Regions from separate parts of the Sus scrofa genome. Here region 1 is linked to region 2. A link is a contact called in public HiChIP or PLAC-seq data. All regions are on one chromosome and are shown on one strand. The core of a region is the stretch at or near the end of the contact, and the rest is flanking DNA. Distances in the headings are between cores, read along the strand shown. Region 1 holds the start of ARL1 (ADP ribosylation factor like GTPase 1). Region 2 overlaps GNPTAB (N-acetylglucosamine-1-phosphotransferase subunits alpha/beta).

Evidence for each region. HiChIP or PLAC-seq counts read pairs in DNA pulled down with a chosen protein or histone mark.
Region 1: an H3K27ac HiChIP or PLAC-seq map of alveolar macrophages shows a contact between it and region 2. The contact joins the promoter of ARL1 here to the enhancer-like site in region 2. A contact is called at or near these places in 9 of 47 Hi-C or Micro-C datasets (brain, embryonic fibroblasts, epiblast stem cells and 6 more) and 1 of 2 datasets of contacts at active chromatin or transcription factors (alveolar macrophages).

Annotation. Positions count from the first base shown.
Region 1 is chr5:82,794,268-82,797,718 of Sscrofa11.1, forward strand. ARL1 (ADP ribosylation factor like GTPase 1) reads left to right here and starts at 1,771. Exons shown (of 6, transcript NM_001031784.2): 1 at 1,771-2,073. The coding sequence starts at 2,070.
Region 2 is chr5:82,356,002-82,359,440 of Sscrofa11.1, forward strand. The region is part of intron 8 of GNPTAB (N-acetylglucosamine-1-phosphotransferase subunits alpha/beta); the gene reads left to right. Among named protein-coding and RNA genes, the nearest start is that of DRAM1, 32 kb to the left of the region's middle. Within about 2 kb of position 1,795, at least 4 of the 83 cell types and tissues checked have an H3K27ac peak or open chromatin away from gene starts, as enhancers often do. A contact at or near this core is called in alveolar macrophages, where this site is marked.

The DNA.
Region 1 (3,451 bases), core at 521-3,020, 440 kb after region 2:
AGGCTAGGGGTTGAATTGGAGCTACAGTTGACGGCCTACACCACAGCCGCAGCAACACAGGGTCCAAGGAGAGTCTGCAACCTACCACAGCTCACCACAAGGCCAGATCCTTAACCCACTGAGGGAAGCCAGGGATCGAACCCACAACCTCATGGTTCCTAGTCGGATTCATTTCTGCTGTGCCACAAGGGGAACTCCCCTTTTAGGTGTACTTTAAAAGGAATATGTATTTTTCAGGAAACTTAGTGCATTGTATTGGAAACATATATATATATATGTTTTTTTTTAAAGGGCCGCAGCAGTAGCATGTGGAGGTTCCCACGCTAGGGAGCTAATCGGAGCTATAGCCACTGGCCTAGCCACAGCCACAGCAAGGCAGGATCCAAGCCGCGTCTTCGACCTACACCACAGCTCACTTCAACGCGAGATCCTTAACCCACTGAACAAGGTCAGGGATTGAATCAGAGTCCTCATGGATACTAGTCAGATTCGATACCACTGAGCCACTGCGGGAACTCCTGGAAACATAAATCTTGACGTTGACATAAATTTGAAATAGCAATGGCAAAGATCTGCCAAGTGACAGCAGCTAATCTTGGCGGAGAAGTATTGGAAATGTATAAATAAGTGAAAAATATCAGTGGAATCATGCACGCTGACGTCCAACAGTGGGACAACGCAATGCTTAAAGCTCTGACTTAAAAAGGTCCAGGTGTTTAAATAAAGGGCCGGAATTCCCGTCGTGGCGCAGTGGTTAACGAATCCGACTAGGAACCATGAGGTTGAGGGTTCGGTCCCTGCCCTTGCTCAGTGGGTTAACGATCTGGCGTTGCCATGAGCTGTGGTGTAGGTTGCAGACGCGGCTCGGATCTCGCATTGCTGTGGCTCTGGCGTAGGCCGGTGGCTACAGCTCTGATTCGACCCCTAAACTGGGAACCTCCATATGCCGCGGGAGCGGCCCAAAGAAATAGCAAAAAAGACAAAAAAAAAAAAAACCAAACAACAACAACAACAAAAACAAAACACCTAAATAAATAAATAAATAAAGGGCCGATCAGCTTTCCCCCTTTCGAACAAAACAAAACAAAAGCAACCTTTGCCTTGCAAGGAAAGTTTCTGTGAACTTAAGATTTGAGAAGGGGAGGCGAGAGCAGTAGACGAATCTAGTTCAAAGCCAGGCAGCTGGAAGATTTGAAAATTGAAGTCAAAACAGTAACTACTGTCAAACCCTTACATTACTCCCCTCGAGGGAACAAGTCTCCAACCCAGAGCCCAAGCTCTGGTCCAGTCTGTCACACTGCAGATCCCGGAAGGGTGCTCAGGTACTCAGGGACAGGCGGAAGAAAAAGGGGAGGGACTCTAACGCTGACCTTGCAGGACACTGCGACGCCAAAAATCTTGTTAGCGGCCGCAGGTGTAAGGCTGCTCCGCATTGGTGGCTCGGGGCTCTTCCCATTATTATTACGTAGCCCTATTTCCTAATCGGAGAAAGGACCCAGGTAAAGTTGGGTCAACCCCCGCAAGCCTCCTCAGGACCAACAATTGCTACGCCGTCGCAGGCAGCGCCGGTGTCCAGTCAGGCTGCAGCATCGAGGCCCGAGACGCATTCCTGGTTGGCGGATTCGCCACTTTTCGTGGGGGGGGGGGTGTGTGTGTGTTGGTTAGAGTTTAAAATAAAAATTCGAATTTCCTTGTTTAGGAAGCCCTTCTTGTCCAAGAAAACAGAAGCAGGAACGACTTGGGGTTCTCGATTTTTTTTTTCTCTCGTAGGTTCTACAGTATCTACACCCAGTTCGCCGGGGATTTGTGTGGAAAGTGAAGACGCGGACCCTCAGGCCGCTGTTCCCAGCGCGCAGCCGCGGCGGCAGCCTTGCTCCCGCCCCCGCCGGGAGTCCGACGTGGAAGTTGCTGGCTGACCAGGCTTCCAAGGAAACCGCCTCGGAGCTGGAGACGGAGCTGGAGTGCAGGCCTAGGCGAGGGGCGGTGGCGGCGCCAAGGCTCGAATAGGAGTCGTTGCCAAGGCTGGGGCCGGTCTCTGACGATCGACGAGGGCGGAGAGGAGGTTCATCATGGGTGAGAGACCTGAGAAGGGAGCCTGCGCGCGCTCGAGAGGCCGAGGCCCAGAGCTGGGGCCGGCCGGGAAAGCCCGGAATAGTCGGCGTTTTAGAGGGCGGGTCGCTGAACAACACTTAACGGGGCTCTTGGATGGGTCTGCATGGACCGTACCTCGAACCTTCTCCCCTGCCCTTGTTTCACCTTTTTCCCGGCGGGGTCATAGGTGGGGACAGCTGGGTCTCTCTTCCCTCGGACCCAGCTCGACCTGCTGGGCGGAGCCGGTCTTGCGAAGCTTGGCAACGTGTCAGTCGTAGGTTCCCTGAGGTTTCTTCGGTGAAAGATGAGATCTGACCTTGTAGTGGAAGCTTGATTCTTTCTCCCTGTCTCTGGAACAGCGACACTTAAAATCCAAGAGGGAGGGAGCGGGTTGCTCGTAGGGTTACTCGTAATATTTTATTGCCAATTTGGCATTCGTCTGTAGCTTGCATTTGTCTGTAGCTTTTCACGTAGATAATAAAGTGGAGGAGGAAATGGGCAGAGTATTACTAGAGATGATGTTTTAATCTCAATTTTTGGAGTGCTAATTGAGGGAACTACATCGTCACTACAAGCGTCAGGTAAAGACCGCTTCCCTCCCCGATAGAGCCCACCTGAAGGTGCAGATTTTTAAACCTGTTTACATCTCTCCAAATGATGCAAATTCTTTGCGATTTTCTCGGGAGTTTACTTCTTGCTCTGGAACATCACAAGCGCTTACTTTTTTTTTTTTTTTTTAGGGCCGCACCTGAGGCATTTGAAAGTTCCCAGGTTAGGGGTGAAATTGGAGCTATAGCTGCCGGCCTACTCCACAGCAACGCAGGATCCTGGTCTGCGACCTACACCGCAGCTCAGGGCAATGCAGGATCCCCGACCCACTGAGCAAGGCCAGAAATGGAAATTGCACCCTCATGGATACTAGTCAGATTCATTTCTGCTGCACCAGAGCAGGAACACCTTACCTGTCTTTTTTCAAAACCCTTCACTTTTCTTCCCACCTCCCACTTTCTATTGTGGCTCAGTGGGTTAGGGACCCTACCTTGTCTCTGTGAGGATGTGGGTTGGGTCTCTGGCATCGTTCAGTGGGTTAAGGTTCTGGCTGTTGCTGCAAGCTGGGGCATAGGTCACAGATGGCTGGAATCTGGTGTTGCTGTGGTTGTTGTGTAGGCCTCAGCTGCAGCTCTGATTAAACTCGATTAAACTCCTGGCTTGGGAACTTATAGAGGCCACAAGTGCCATTGTAAAAAAAAAAAAAAAAAAAAATTATTGAAGTGTAATTGATTTACAGTGTTGGGATAATTTCTGCAGTACAGCAAAGTGACTCAAACATGCATATATAGTTAGTTATTTCTTTTTAATG
Region 2 (3,439 bases), core at 545-3,044:
TTTTAGGCAGCCCTGTGGCATATGGAGTTCCTGGGCCGTCGATCAGATCGTAGCCACAGTTATGACCTGCACTGCAGTGATTGTGTCCCAGGAGCTGGATCCTTAACCCACTGTACCAGGTAGGCGACTGAACCTGCATCCTAGTGCTGCAGAGATGCTGATCCCATTGCATCACAGGGGGAATGCCAACATTTGCATTTTAGATAAATTAACTTTGGATTTGGTGCCCTTCACTATATAGTTGGCATCACATGGATTTACCCTGTTTCCTTAGTATTGGTTGCAGTGACCATAATAAATTTAAAGCATTGCTGAAGCTTTGTAGCCAAATATCAGAGTGTGGAGTTCCCACTGAGGCACAGTGGGTTAATGATCTGTCTTCTCTCTGTGGCATTGCCACTTCAATCCCTGATGTGGTGCAGTGGGTTAAGGACCTGGCATTGCCAAAGTTTTGGCATAGGTCACAGCTGCAGCTTGGATTTGATCCCTGCTGGGAACTTCCATATGTTGCATATGTGACCACAAAATTAAAAAAAAAAACAGAGTACCTCTGACAGTCTTCTGAAGGCATTTTGCACTTAATATTGCAACGAGTTAGATAATCAGAATTTTTGAATACTCACATACATATGTTGAGTGCTCACTAATTTGGCTCTAAGAAGCAGAAAACTAAAAACTAATAAAATTATGGAGATCAGAAATGCCAAAGGTGTGGGAATCAGGAAATCGATACAACTTTCAAACAGTAGAACAGGAATTAGCTTTTGCAAACACGTGGGTTCAGCAAAGTATATCATGGTGGGCTTGATATTGATCCTGGGAAATTGTTGGAACCTGTAGTTAAATGGATGACTCGTGAAAATGTAAATGGGAAAGTAATTAAGAGCCAGGGAGAGAGAGAGTGAGGGGGAGAGGAGAAAGGGAGCATACATTCTTTTTGAGCAAACCTGAAATTTTCACTAAGCTTGACCACGTACTAGGCGGCAAAGGAAGCCTCAATGAATTCCAACGTGTCAATATCATGTAAAATCCATTCTTTTTCTTTGGGTTAGATTAATAATTTGTAGACTGAAGAATCCACTCCTTGATTTACTTTATTTTTATTTTTGTCTTTTTTTTTAGGGCTGCTCCTGTGCCATATGGAGGTTCACAGGCTAGGGTGGAATCAGAGCTACAGCTGCCGGCCTATGTCACAGCCACAACTGCACCAGATCCGAGCCATGTCTGACCTATACCAGAGCTCATGGTGATTCTGGAACCTTAACCCCCTGAGCAAGGCCAGGGATCGAACTTGCGTCCTCATGGATGCTAGTCAGATTCATTTCTGCTGAGCCGTGACAGGAACTCCCACGCATTGATTTAAAAAGAAAGGGATTCAGTTAGTTCATCCATAAACCATTATGAGAGCTGAACAAAGAGACTTTAGGTTGAATTTGTAGGATGTGTTCCCAAAACCTCGGTTGAACTGAGCTCCAGTGGAGCTGTGGATTCTGATGAGGTCGGGGGAAGAGCAGAGGCAGGAAGCTGCTTCCAGCACTGCTGGCCTCAGAACCACTGGCACATAGGCACCAACTCACTAGCAAAAAAACATGTGCCCTTTCCCGGGCTTCTCACCCCATATCACTCTTAGATTAAGACCTTCTGTGAATTCATCTGATGAGGAGAATCTAAATCACACCTAATTTTAGGGATACCAGCTATGAGTTGCTGCTTCTCAGCTCCAAAGTCACCCCTTCAGAACCGGGCTCTGTGATAATGGACTTGGACTCAAGCATTTTTCCTTTGCAGCGAGTCTAATGCTAAACTTTGCCAGTAGAGGGCGCTGAAGGGATATTGCAGGAGGAAGGGGGCGCTTCCTGACTCCAGTGTGTGGTTTTTGCTTTTTTCCCCACATGCTGCATGGTAGCTTAATGTACCAATGTGTGAGGACATTGGTGATGCTCTGTCCCAGCCGTGCACACCCAGAGAGTCCAGTGTCTATCTTACCCTAGGGATGCAATAACATTAGCACTTAGAGGGATGCTTAAAGTTTTGGAACATTAATGAAAAACAATAAACACTGAAAAAATTGAGCTACTTATCAAATTTGAGAAACTAGTTCAAGAGCAACAGAGTAAATTCAGAGAATAAGAGCAAACGAAATTACAAAGATAAAGGCACAAAGCAAAGAAATATAAAGCCACAGAAAGGAGTTCCCTGGTGACACAGAGGGTTAAGGATCCTACATTGTCACTGCAGTGGCACAGGTTGGATTCCTGGCCTGGGAACTTCTATGTGCTGTGGGCATGGCCAAAAAAGGCACACAAAAAAAGTCAATTCAACAAAACTTTGGGAGTTCTGTCGTAGCACAGCAGAAACGAATCCGACTAGGCACTGTGAGGTTTTGGGTTGGATCCCTGGCTTGCTCAGTGGGTTAAGGATCCAGCGTTGTTGTGAGCTGTGGTGTAGGCCAGCATCTGTGGCTCTGATTTGACCCCTAGCCTGGGAACCTCCATATGCCGTGGGCGTGGCCCTAAAAAGACAAAAAGACATTAAAAAAAATTCAGTAATTCCAAGCATGTACTTGTACTTTGTACTTTTTTTTTTCCTTTTTAGGGCCTCACCTGTGGCATATGGACATTCCCAGGCTAGGGGTTGAATCAGAACTGCAGCTGCTGGCTTACACCACAGTCACAGCAATGCAGAGTCCAAGCTTCATCTGTGATCTTCACCACAGCTTGTGGCAATGCTGGATCCTTAACCACTGAGTGAGGCCAGGGATCGAACCCACATCCTCATGGGTCCAGTTGGGTTCTTAACCCTTTGAGCCACAATGGGAACTCTGTGTACTTGGTACTTTTATCAGTGCAAAATATATACATTCACCTAATAAATTTTATCAATTGGCTGCTATAGGCAAGGCAATGTTAAAGGTAGGGATATAGTTAAGAATAAGATGAGCAAGTCTTTTGCCTTTATGATGCCTCTGTTCTATAGATGAGATACACAAAAAACCCCACCAGCAAAAATCAAGTAAATGGAATGAAGCATGGTCACACTTATGGGAAAACTATAAACTATTGTTTATATATACATGATATATTTGCATTCACACACACAGAAATAAACAGTGGGCCATGGTATGTTTTGGCTTTTGGAATTCTACCAGAAGCAATGAAATTTCTTTCTTTTTTTTTTTGTCTTTTTGCCATTTCTTGGGCCGCTCCCGCAGCATATGGAGGTTCCCAGGCTAGGGGTCAAATCGGAACTGTAGCCACCAGCCTACGCCAGAGCCACATCTGCAAACTACACCACAGCTCACGGCAATACTGGATCCTTAACCCACTGAGCAAGGCCAGGGATCGAACCTGCAACCTCATGGTTCCTAGTCGGATTTGTTAACCACTGAGCCATGACAGGAACTCCTGAAATTTCTTAGTAATTTTGTTTTATATGAGGT